Linked DNA regions of Mus musculus: regions 1 and 2 are each linked to region 3. A link is a contact called in public HiChIP or PLAC-seq and Micro-C data. All regions are on one chromosome and are shown on one strand. The core of a region is the stretch at or near the end of the contact, and the rest is flanking DNA. Distances in the headings are between cores, read along the strand shown. Region 1 holds the start of Nus1 (NUS1 dehydrodolichyl diphosphate synthase subunit). Region 2 holds the start of Man1a (mannosidase 1, alpha). Region 3 holds the start of Cep85l (centrosomal protein 85-like).

The links. HiChIP or PLAC-seq counts read pairs in DNA pulled down with a chosen protein or histone mark. Hi-C and Micro-C count contacts between places; a contact is called where the count stands out from the background.
Region 1: a contact with region 3 is called in a CTCF HiChIP or PLAC-seq map of the NIH/3T3 cell line, with 6 read pairs. The contact joins the promoter of Nus1 here to the promoter of Cep85l in region 3. A contact is called at or near these places in 3 of 39 promoter capture datasets (the C10 cell line, hippocampal neurons and liver), 1 of 15 datasets of contacts at CTCF or cohesin (the NIH/3T3 cell line) and 4 of 115 datasets of contacts at active chromatin or transcription factors (astrocytes, embryonic stem cells, forebrain and 1 more).
Region 2: a contact with region 3 is called in a Micro-C map of embryonic stem cells, with 11 times the contacts expected there. The contact joins the promoter of Man1a here to the promoter of Cep85l in region 3. A contact is called at or near these places in 3 of 39 promoter capture datasets (liver and pre-B cells), 3 of 484 Hi-C or Micro-C datasets (embryonic stem cells, pre-B cells and regulatory T cells) and 1 of 115 datasets of contacts at active chromatin or transcription factors (bone marrow-derived macrophages).

Annotation. Positions count from the first base shown.
Region 1 is chr10:52,416,049-52,418,821 of GRCm38.p6, forward strand. It overlaps Nus1 (NUS1 dehydrodolichyl diphosphate synthase subunit), which reads left to right and starts at 1,499. Exons shown (of 5, transcript NM_030250.2): 1 at 1,499-2,120. The coding sequence starts at 1,694.
Region 2 is chr10:54,074,233-54,077,087 of GRCm38.p6, forward strand. It overlaps Man1a (mannosidase 1, alpha), which reads right to left and starts at 1,505. Exons shown (of 13, transcript NM_008548.5): 1 at 1,294-1,505; 2 at 184-1,038. The coding sequence starts at 792. Gm16998 (predicted gene, 16998) reads left to right here and starts at 1,690. Exons shown (of 3, transcript NR_038016.1): 1 at 1,690-2,621.
Region 3 is chr10:53,378,497-53,381,196 of GRCm38.p6, forward strand. It overlaps Cep85l (centrosomal protein 85-like), which reads right to left and starts at 1,387. Exons shown (of 13, transcript NM_001204983.2): 1 at 1,013-1,387. The coding sequence starts at 1,085. Gm46225 (a long non-coding RNA gene) reads right to left here. Exons shown (of 3, transcript XR_001779770.2): 3 at 2,090-2,228.

The sequences.
Region 1 (2,773 bases), core at 249-2,748, 960 kb before region 3:
GAATGAACCCAGAGTGTTTCCTTCTCTGTTCTAAATATCCCTAGATCTATGCCTGGAACCTTCTAGCCTCCATACAATCTAATCTTCTGAGCTGACTGATTCAATCTGGCTTCTTACTGAATTGCTCTGACTGGCTTCATACTAACTTTGGCAATATGTTCTAATATGTTCTGACTCTCATTCTCTGACTCATTCTGTCTTCACTTGTATCTAGTTTGTTCCCTCTGTAACCTATCTCAGTAAAACTGTTTTTGTAAAACTGCCATACACATATACTACCCACCTCCCCACTCCACCTCTCTCTCTCTCTCTCTCTCTCTCTCTCTCTCTCTCTCTCTCCTCCCTCCCATAACTAGCATCTGTTTCCTGTCTGTTTTTCTGTGAGTTGGACGTATCCTATCTCTCACTCAATTTTTTTCCTGATTCATAACTTTGCCCTTCAATTAAACATCAATTTCAAACATGGATGCTTCCTTCAACAAACTAGCCTTATCTTCATTGTCAGGGATTACAGGTATGTGCTAAGGGAGTGTGTGTATTCCAGCCAGATCATACTGTAATCCAGTGTGGATCATGGCCAGATCATATCTTTGGCTACGGTTATTGAGAGGAGCCATGTTGCCCAATTAAAATTCCTCCACAGGCATTTCCTGCCAAAGGCAACAAAACTTGCAGATGGACATGAGACTCACGTTTTAAACTAAAGCAAAGCAATTCTTACAGAAATGAGACCAATTAAAACAGGTGACAATGGCCAAAACATTAAGGCCTGTAGACATTTCCTAATGGGAAAAGGGGCTATACAGTAAAAAATATGTCTGTATTACACAGATCCAACTGTATCTGGGCACTGATTCTCTTCTCAGAGTGGCCACATTGAATCAGTTTCGCTTTTCTGTATTTACCTTCTATTGTGTCATTGGTCTATGAAGGACAGGTGGCAGAGCTTGATTTGTTAGGGACCCTAACAGTGTCAGACCCTAACAGTCTGTTTCCAGGTCCTATGCTGTAGGACTTCATTCCCATTCTGGGACGTTCTATTCTCGTCGGAAGATTGGACAAAGAACTGTGATGAGACCTCTCCAAGAACACTTGAGCCTTTGGGGACAAGAACACTTCTGTTTGGGGACCGTGGTCGATTTCCAGCATCTACACTTGCTGATGCGGTGGTGGATTCTCTCTGTGTAACTTCCAGTTCATTTAGATTGCTTTTAACTCCTTGGGAATCGTTTCTGTCATGGCCGTGAGGGGGAGATAGGCAACAAATCTCAAGCTGCAGATCCTCCCCTCAGTCTGAGGAACAGCCCAATCATTCCATAGGAGAAAGGCTAGAGGCGTTGGCGCGTCGCCCTCCTCATCCCCAGGGGGCGCCAGCGGCCCGGAGCCAGCCTCATTCTCAAGCGCACGCTCTCTTTAGCAGTGCGGTGGCGGCTCCAGCCACGACTCCCGGTCGCGTCGGAGTTCCCCGGCAGCCAATCAGAACTCTCCATGTACTAACGGGGGCGGGGCTGCGGAGGGCGGAGGAAGATGGCGGCGGGGGCTAGGTGAGGTGTTGGCAGTGGCGAGGGGCTCGGGCGCGGGGGGTGGGGGGACGCGGAGCGATGGCCCGCGCCGGCCGCTGGGGCGGATAAGACCCTGTCGCGCCGCGGGTGTGGGCCGGAGGGAGGTGACGGTGCCCGAGCGCCACAGGAGTATGACGGGGCTGTACGAGCTGGTGTGGCGGGTGCTGCACGCGCTGCTCTGCCTGCACCTCACGCTCACCTCCTGGCTCCGCGTTCGCTTCGGCACCTGGAACTGGATCTGGCGGCGCTGCTGTCGCGCCGCCTCCGCCGCGGTCCTAGCGCCGCTCGGCTTCACGCTCCGCAAGCCCCGGGCCGTCGGCAGGAACCGGCGTCATCACCGGCACCCGCACGGGGGACCGGGACCGGGACCGGGACCGGCCGCCACCCATCCTCGGCTGCGCTGGCGCGCGGACGTCCGGTCCCTGCAGAAGCTGCCGGTGCACATGGGCCTGTTGGTCACGGAGGAAGTGCAGGAGCCCAGCTTCTCAGACATCGCCAGCCTCGTGGTGTGGTGTATGGCCGTGGGGATCTCCTACATTAGCGTCTACGACCACCAAGGTGAGGCCGGGTGGGAGGTGGGGTGACCGAGGCACTTCCGAGTCTGAGGACTACGTTTCTAGCTAGTTTGTTCCCGGTCGTCCTGCGAGGCCGCCGCCCTCTCCAGGCCCTGCGAGTTTCGGTAGCCCTTGGCCCTTACACTGTGCTGGTGCTTTCGAGGAAGGGAGATCAGTCTTATTGAACGTTGACGTTGACAAAGTCTTTAGATTTGGTTAGTGTTTGTAACATGTAAAAGATATTTAATGTAGTCCGTTAAGGGAGGTGGTTTTCTCTGGCTTTGTTTCACGAAAGAGGGAGCTGACGTTCAGAACATTAACTGATTTGCCCAAGGTCATAAAAGTAACGGGGAGTTAACCAGTCTGTGCGCTCTTCAAAGTGTCTCTTCAAGGGGGTTCAATGAACTCATCTTAAGGGCGACCAAGCAGTGGCGGCTTTATACGTGAGCTGCATTGTAGGATTTCCAAATGAGCTCTCTTGGAGTTAGGTGGCATTTGAATGGGGTTTCTGAAAAGTGTGTGAGAGTTTTGATAGGCCTGGAAAAAGGCCTGAAATCACGTGTTGCCATTTCACCTTAGAGGCCAGTACAGTACTAGATACACTTGTGTTCCTTCAAGTAATCAAGGCAGTGGATTTCACCACGGGTTTGTTAAGGA
Region 2 (2,855 bases), core at 255-2,754, 700 kb after region 3:
AGATCCTCACTGGTCACTTATCCTGAGGTAGTAAAAGGAAAAACGTGTAGCCTTTGGCACGGTGGTGGAAGCGATGACTTCCCTCGCCTTTGCATGATAAAGGTGAAGTCCTAAGTTCCAATCGTTTATCAAACCTCCCAGAAAACAGCAGCGTGAGTGGGATTTCAGGCAGGCTTTACTCACCTCTTTGATCTTTGCCCTCTTCTCACGGATGGTGGCGTCAGCGGGCTCCCGGTTCTCTACCCCGACGGGGGGCAGGAAGTCCACCTTGGGCAAGCCCCTAAACAGATCCTTGTCACGCAGCTGGTCCTGGGCCACCTTTTCCTTCTCCAGCAGAATGTCTCTTTGGATCTCCTCCGGCAGCTTCTGCAGGGTCTCCTTGGCTTCCCTGAGAGCCCGCTCGTGGTTTTCGCGGATCCTGGCTAAGTTGTCTTCCAGTCCAGCTCCAGGGTCCCCAGGCGCGCCTTCCTCGCGGTGCCGGACTCTCCCCTCGGCGGCATCCTCCGCACGCGCCCCGAGCCCGGGCTTGTGCTCCGCCGGCGGCTGCAAGGCAGGGTTGGAGTGGAACAGGACCCCGCTGAGCAGCTTGGAGGAGTCAGGCAGGAAGAAGATTGCCCCGAAGCAGAGCGTGATGAAGGCGCTGAACACCAGCAGCAGCACGAACTTCTCGGTGAGGCGGAAGGCAGCGGGGCCAGACCCCTTCCTCCCGCCGCCAAGCCCCCCGCCCAGGCCACTGCCCAGGCCGCCGCCCCCAGGGCTACTGAAGAGCGGCAACAGGCCCCCCACGGGCATCGCTCCGGAGGTTGTAGCCGCCGGCTGACAGTCTGTCCAGGGGCCCGGCGCCGAGCCGCTCAGCAGCCAAACTTCGCTGCCGCCGGCTGTCAGCGGCTGCGGGGCCGGCTCTTGCGCATCCAGGCCGCCCAGAGCGCGTGTCTGGGCTGCGGGTCTCCCCGCTTGAAGCGGCTCCCCTCCGGCGATCCTCGCCGGGGCGGCTCCTTTGGCAAACAGGCACGCGCGGCAAACCGCTGGCTGCAGCCCCTGTTGGGGGGAGAGGAGACAGTAAAAGCGCAGTGGTTAGGAAGGTGCTGAGAAAGTTTCCAGTGGGGTCTCCGCCCTCCCCTGGACCCGGGATCCGCAGGACCGTATCCCGGCAGGCAACCCCGGGGTCCAGCCGCGGGCACCACCCTCAGAGCCCACTTTGGACTTGGGGTGAAGTTTTCCAGCCGCGGAGGCAGGGTGTCCCGCGACATCTGGGTCAGCACAGCGGGCACCTCGGTGGCAAGGGCGGCGCACCTCTGGGCAGCAAGGGCGCCGCGTGCGTAGGGGGTTCGTCAACTTCTCCAGCTGCCCATCTCCGAGCGCTTCCCGGCGGGTGGTAGCACGCGTACAGCCGGGTGGCTCTGAGGCCCCGGGACACGGCTCAGGTGAGCGAGCGCACCGACCTGCCGGCGTGAGCCAGCGAACCAGGCACCGTACTGCCCTCCGTCGCGGCCCCGCCGTGCACTAATAGCACTGCCGGTCTCCCGAGCGGTCGGAAACGAGGGCGGTGACGCGTCCGGAGAGTGACAGCGCGTCCGGGCCAATCTTACGCCTCCCAGGGTCCCGCGGGGGTGGAGCCGAGGCGGGGAGGGGGCCGCACGGGGCGGGGAGTTTACGGGAAGCGCTGCCTCTCCGGGACCCGGCAGAGGCGGGGAGGTCGCGGCTCCCCTGGGCTCCCGAGGACTGGAACTGCGCCCGGGAGCCGTGTTAAGACTCGCCCGGAGGACCAGAGCCGGAGTTGGTCCGAGCTTATTCCGCCCAAAACCTATTCAAGCCGAAGCCCCAAAGGTAGTGGATCCCCGAGTGACCACTACTAATATGGTAGCGACAGCTTGCCCCAGTACTCGAAATTGGCGATCCCGAAGAGCATGCAGGGGATTGCGGGGGCAAGCCGTGGTTTTGAAGTGGTTTTGAAGGCTTTTCTCCAGCCACCCCTTATTACCCAAGACAGGGATTCCCCGGTGCCCAATAACTCTCAAATCCAAAGTCTCCAGGCTCCTCCACAAAGCTTTTGAGCTCTCTACTCTACCTCGTTAAGAGCCTTTTACATCCTAGGCGACTTGGGGTTTGGGGACTGCTTGGGGCTCTAAGTATACACCCTCTTCCCCTTACAATAAACAACAACAACAACAAAAGTTGTATGACTCCCCCACACTCCCCCACACCCCCCCCACTTTCGAAATTCATTTACCTCATCGCAGTTGGTCAAATTTTCCATTCAAAGAAGACAGTTTTATGCTGCCAGAGCTCCAAGCAATAAATTGAACCCTGTTGAAATTAAGTCTTGGATGCGACAACTCCCAGCGAAGGCAAGACTTGGTCCAACAGAGATTGTTTTCAACACAGCCTTGCAGTATTCAGTCTCATGGAATGTCATGGAAACTGGCTCCACCTCCCATGACATCCATTGGAATGCCCTGCTGATATTGCATAGATCTACATTTTGACCTGGCTGGGAACCCCCTGCCTCAGGGTGAAGAGACAAGAAAACATTTCCCAAACTGTGTTATGAATCCCCTGTTGCTCCACAAAGAAACAGTTACCAGAGGGAAATTTGACTGACTTCCCACTCCTGAAAGCTGGTTTGTAGCAGCTCTGTTTACCCTCAACCTTCTCCGGAAACATGATTTTAAAGTGTGCCCTTTACTTGTCTTAAACCAGAGGAAAACAGCTGGCAACTTCCAGGAGAGTGCCCACAGCACAGTTGTTTCCAGGTGTTGTGCTGTGTGCATAAAGTAAAAAAGCCAAGGCAGAAATCCTAAGGTCGTTTTCGTTTAAATGTTAATTATCATTTTTAGCCATCACTGTTTGTTGTG
Region 3 (2,700 bases), core at 137-2,636:
ATTACAATTCATAACAATAGCAAACATTACAGTTATGAAGTGGCAATGAAAATAATTTTATGGTTTGGGGACATCACAACATGAGGAACTTTTAAAGTTCGCAGCATTAGGGAGGTTGAGAACTACTGATAGTTTAGAATTTAAACTGTCACAGAATTTCATTGTTCAAAATTTCAGTAGCAATGTGCCTGCATGGTATCTTCAAAAAGGCAGAGAATACCACAAAAGGACTCCTACAAAATGCTTCTTTTCGAACAGTTTTGCAAAAGGTACACAACTGCCTCTAAGTTACACAAGTCAAGTTCTAACACTTTGTAGAACAGGGTTACCACCCATGGGTCCCCAAAATACCTAAATTTTTAGGAGAAATTCTGCGTACAAATAAGTAGCCCTTTTCTCTTGGGGGGTGGGGGGGAGAAGGAAAAAAATTTATGTATCTTTCAGCTTTTCAAAGGGGTTCATGATTCAGTTCAGATTAAAGAGCCCTTTAGACTGTCATCATTAGATAACTTGTCATGGTCAAGCCAACTCTTCTTGTTCTATTCCACGTTAGGGGAAGATTTATAATTCAGTGGCTCCTACACAACTTCTGGGTGATGCAGGCATGAAATGGTTGTCTGATTCTAACAGTCCCTACAACCACCACCGCAAAGCTGCAACCCCCCAGTTTCCCTGAGCCCCGTTTCGAAGGCGGCTGGGCTCTGATGGGACCCAGGAGAGCCCTGGCAGCCATGCGACCTGCTTTCTAAGAGCTGCCGCCCCCTCGGGGGTCTCAATCGGCGACCAAGTCCTCAGCAGCTTCTCTGGAGCAGTGGCTGCGGGCGACACTGCAGCGACCTTCCCGCCCGCGTCCCGCGTGGGGCAGCCACGCACACCACACGAGGGACAACAAAGCCCGGCCGAGCGGCCCAGAAGAGCCGAGTTGTCACCCCGCGGGGGTCGCAGGCCTTAGGGCGCGGACTCCGGAGAAGCCCTGGCGGCCGTCACCCCACCCGCCCGCAGTCCTCCTTACCCGCAGGGAAGCTGCGGGCCCCGCTGGGGCTGTCCCGGCCGCCAGCCTCCGGGGCCAGGAAACGGCCCCACATAGCGGGCGAGCGGGCGAGCCTGGAGCTCGGGGCCCGCGGTCGCCTCGGCTTCTGGGCGGAAACTTGAGCGGAGCCTGGGCCTCGGCAGCGCGGACCGGACCCGGGCGGGGGGCTTAACGGCTGTTCAGCGACGGCCCCGGAGCGCGGCGGCTGCCATGGCCCAGCCGGCTGCGCTGAGGCCCGGGCCGGGGAAGCTAGTAGCTCCCCGGTGACGGCGGCGCGATCGCAGGCTCCGGGGCTCAAAGCGAATCTGCAGCTGCGGCTTCTCTCAGCCCCCTCCGCCCGGCAGAACCTTAGGCAGCGGGCCGGGCCAGGACAGGCGGGGCCTGGATGGGGCTGGGGGCGGGGCCCAGAGGGCGGGGCCTCAAGGCGGGGCCTGGGACTCTTGGCGAACCAAAAACCTATTGCTAACAGCATGCGGGTGATCATCCTGAAGCCGCTCCCTACTTCTCCATCCTGTTACCTTCAAGCTGAGAGAGGGTCCATAATTTAATCCCAAACCCTGTCTTCCTATACGTGCTTTCTAGGGGCACAGTTGTTATAAAAGGTGCGAGTTGTCCCTGCAACCGCTTCAAGGGGCTGTGGGGCTAGCCATCTGACTCAGAATGGAGATCAGAATTAAAATTGTTGTCATGCGTTCCACAAGCACCGGTTATGGATCACGGTGGGAATAGAAAAGAGGACATCCCTGCCTCCCACATCTGCTCCACTTTATTTCCCACCCTTCCTAGGAACAGACATCCTGAGAAAAGACAAAGGAATACAGCATCCTCTTGCAATTACTCTTGTTGGCAATATAATCATTTGAATATTTAGATACAAACTAAACACTGTCAACCACTGTACAAGGAGGCAGTCTCAGCATGCCAATCAGAAGTAACCCAGACGATAAGTTCCTTAGGCTTTGAGTCCAGTGATGTTTTTCCTAATGTGGAAACTGCTAACAAAAGCTTAATATTGATGTATCCTCAAGTAAAATACTACTTAAAGCTTGTGAGGCTTACATTTAAAAATGTGTGCTATAACTCACCACATTTGCTGAAATGTACCAAACCGTGGTTATACATCTAGTCTCCTTCCTGTAGATCTGCAGATATTTCTCCAAATCTTCAGATGTTGGTCAACCGTCAAATGATTCTGATGCTAGAAGGTGACAGAAATATGAAAATATAACGAGATGGCTCTTTATCTGATCTAAAATGTATCTAATTATTTATTGACAGTTGAAAAGGATGGGGAAAAAAACATTAACAGTTCCACAAAGAAAAATATCGAAAGTAAAAATACTATATCTACAAATACATCTTTTCATAATTTGTAGTTTAACAAAAAGCCCAAATTCGCTGGAAACTTGATGTGTAACCCAGGCTGCCCTCAAACTCCTGGTTCTCCTGCTTTAGCCTCCTCTGTGCTTTCTAGAAAGAAAGAAAAAGGAGAAAGAAAGAAAGAAAGAAAGAAAGAAAGAAAGAAAGAAAGAAAGAAAGAAAGAAAGAGAGAGAGAGAGAGAGAGAGAGGAAGGAAGGAAGGAAGGAAGGAAGGAAGGAAGGAAGGAAGGAAGGAAGAAAGAAAGAAAGGGAGGGAGGGAGTAAGAAGGAAAGAAAGGTTCCGGTCGCTT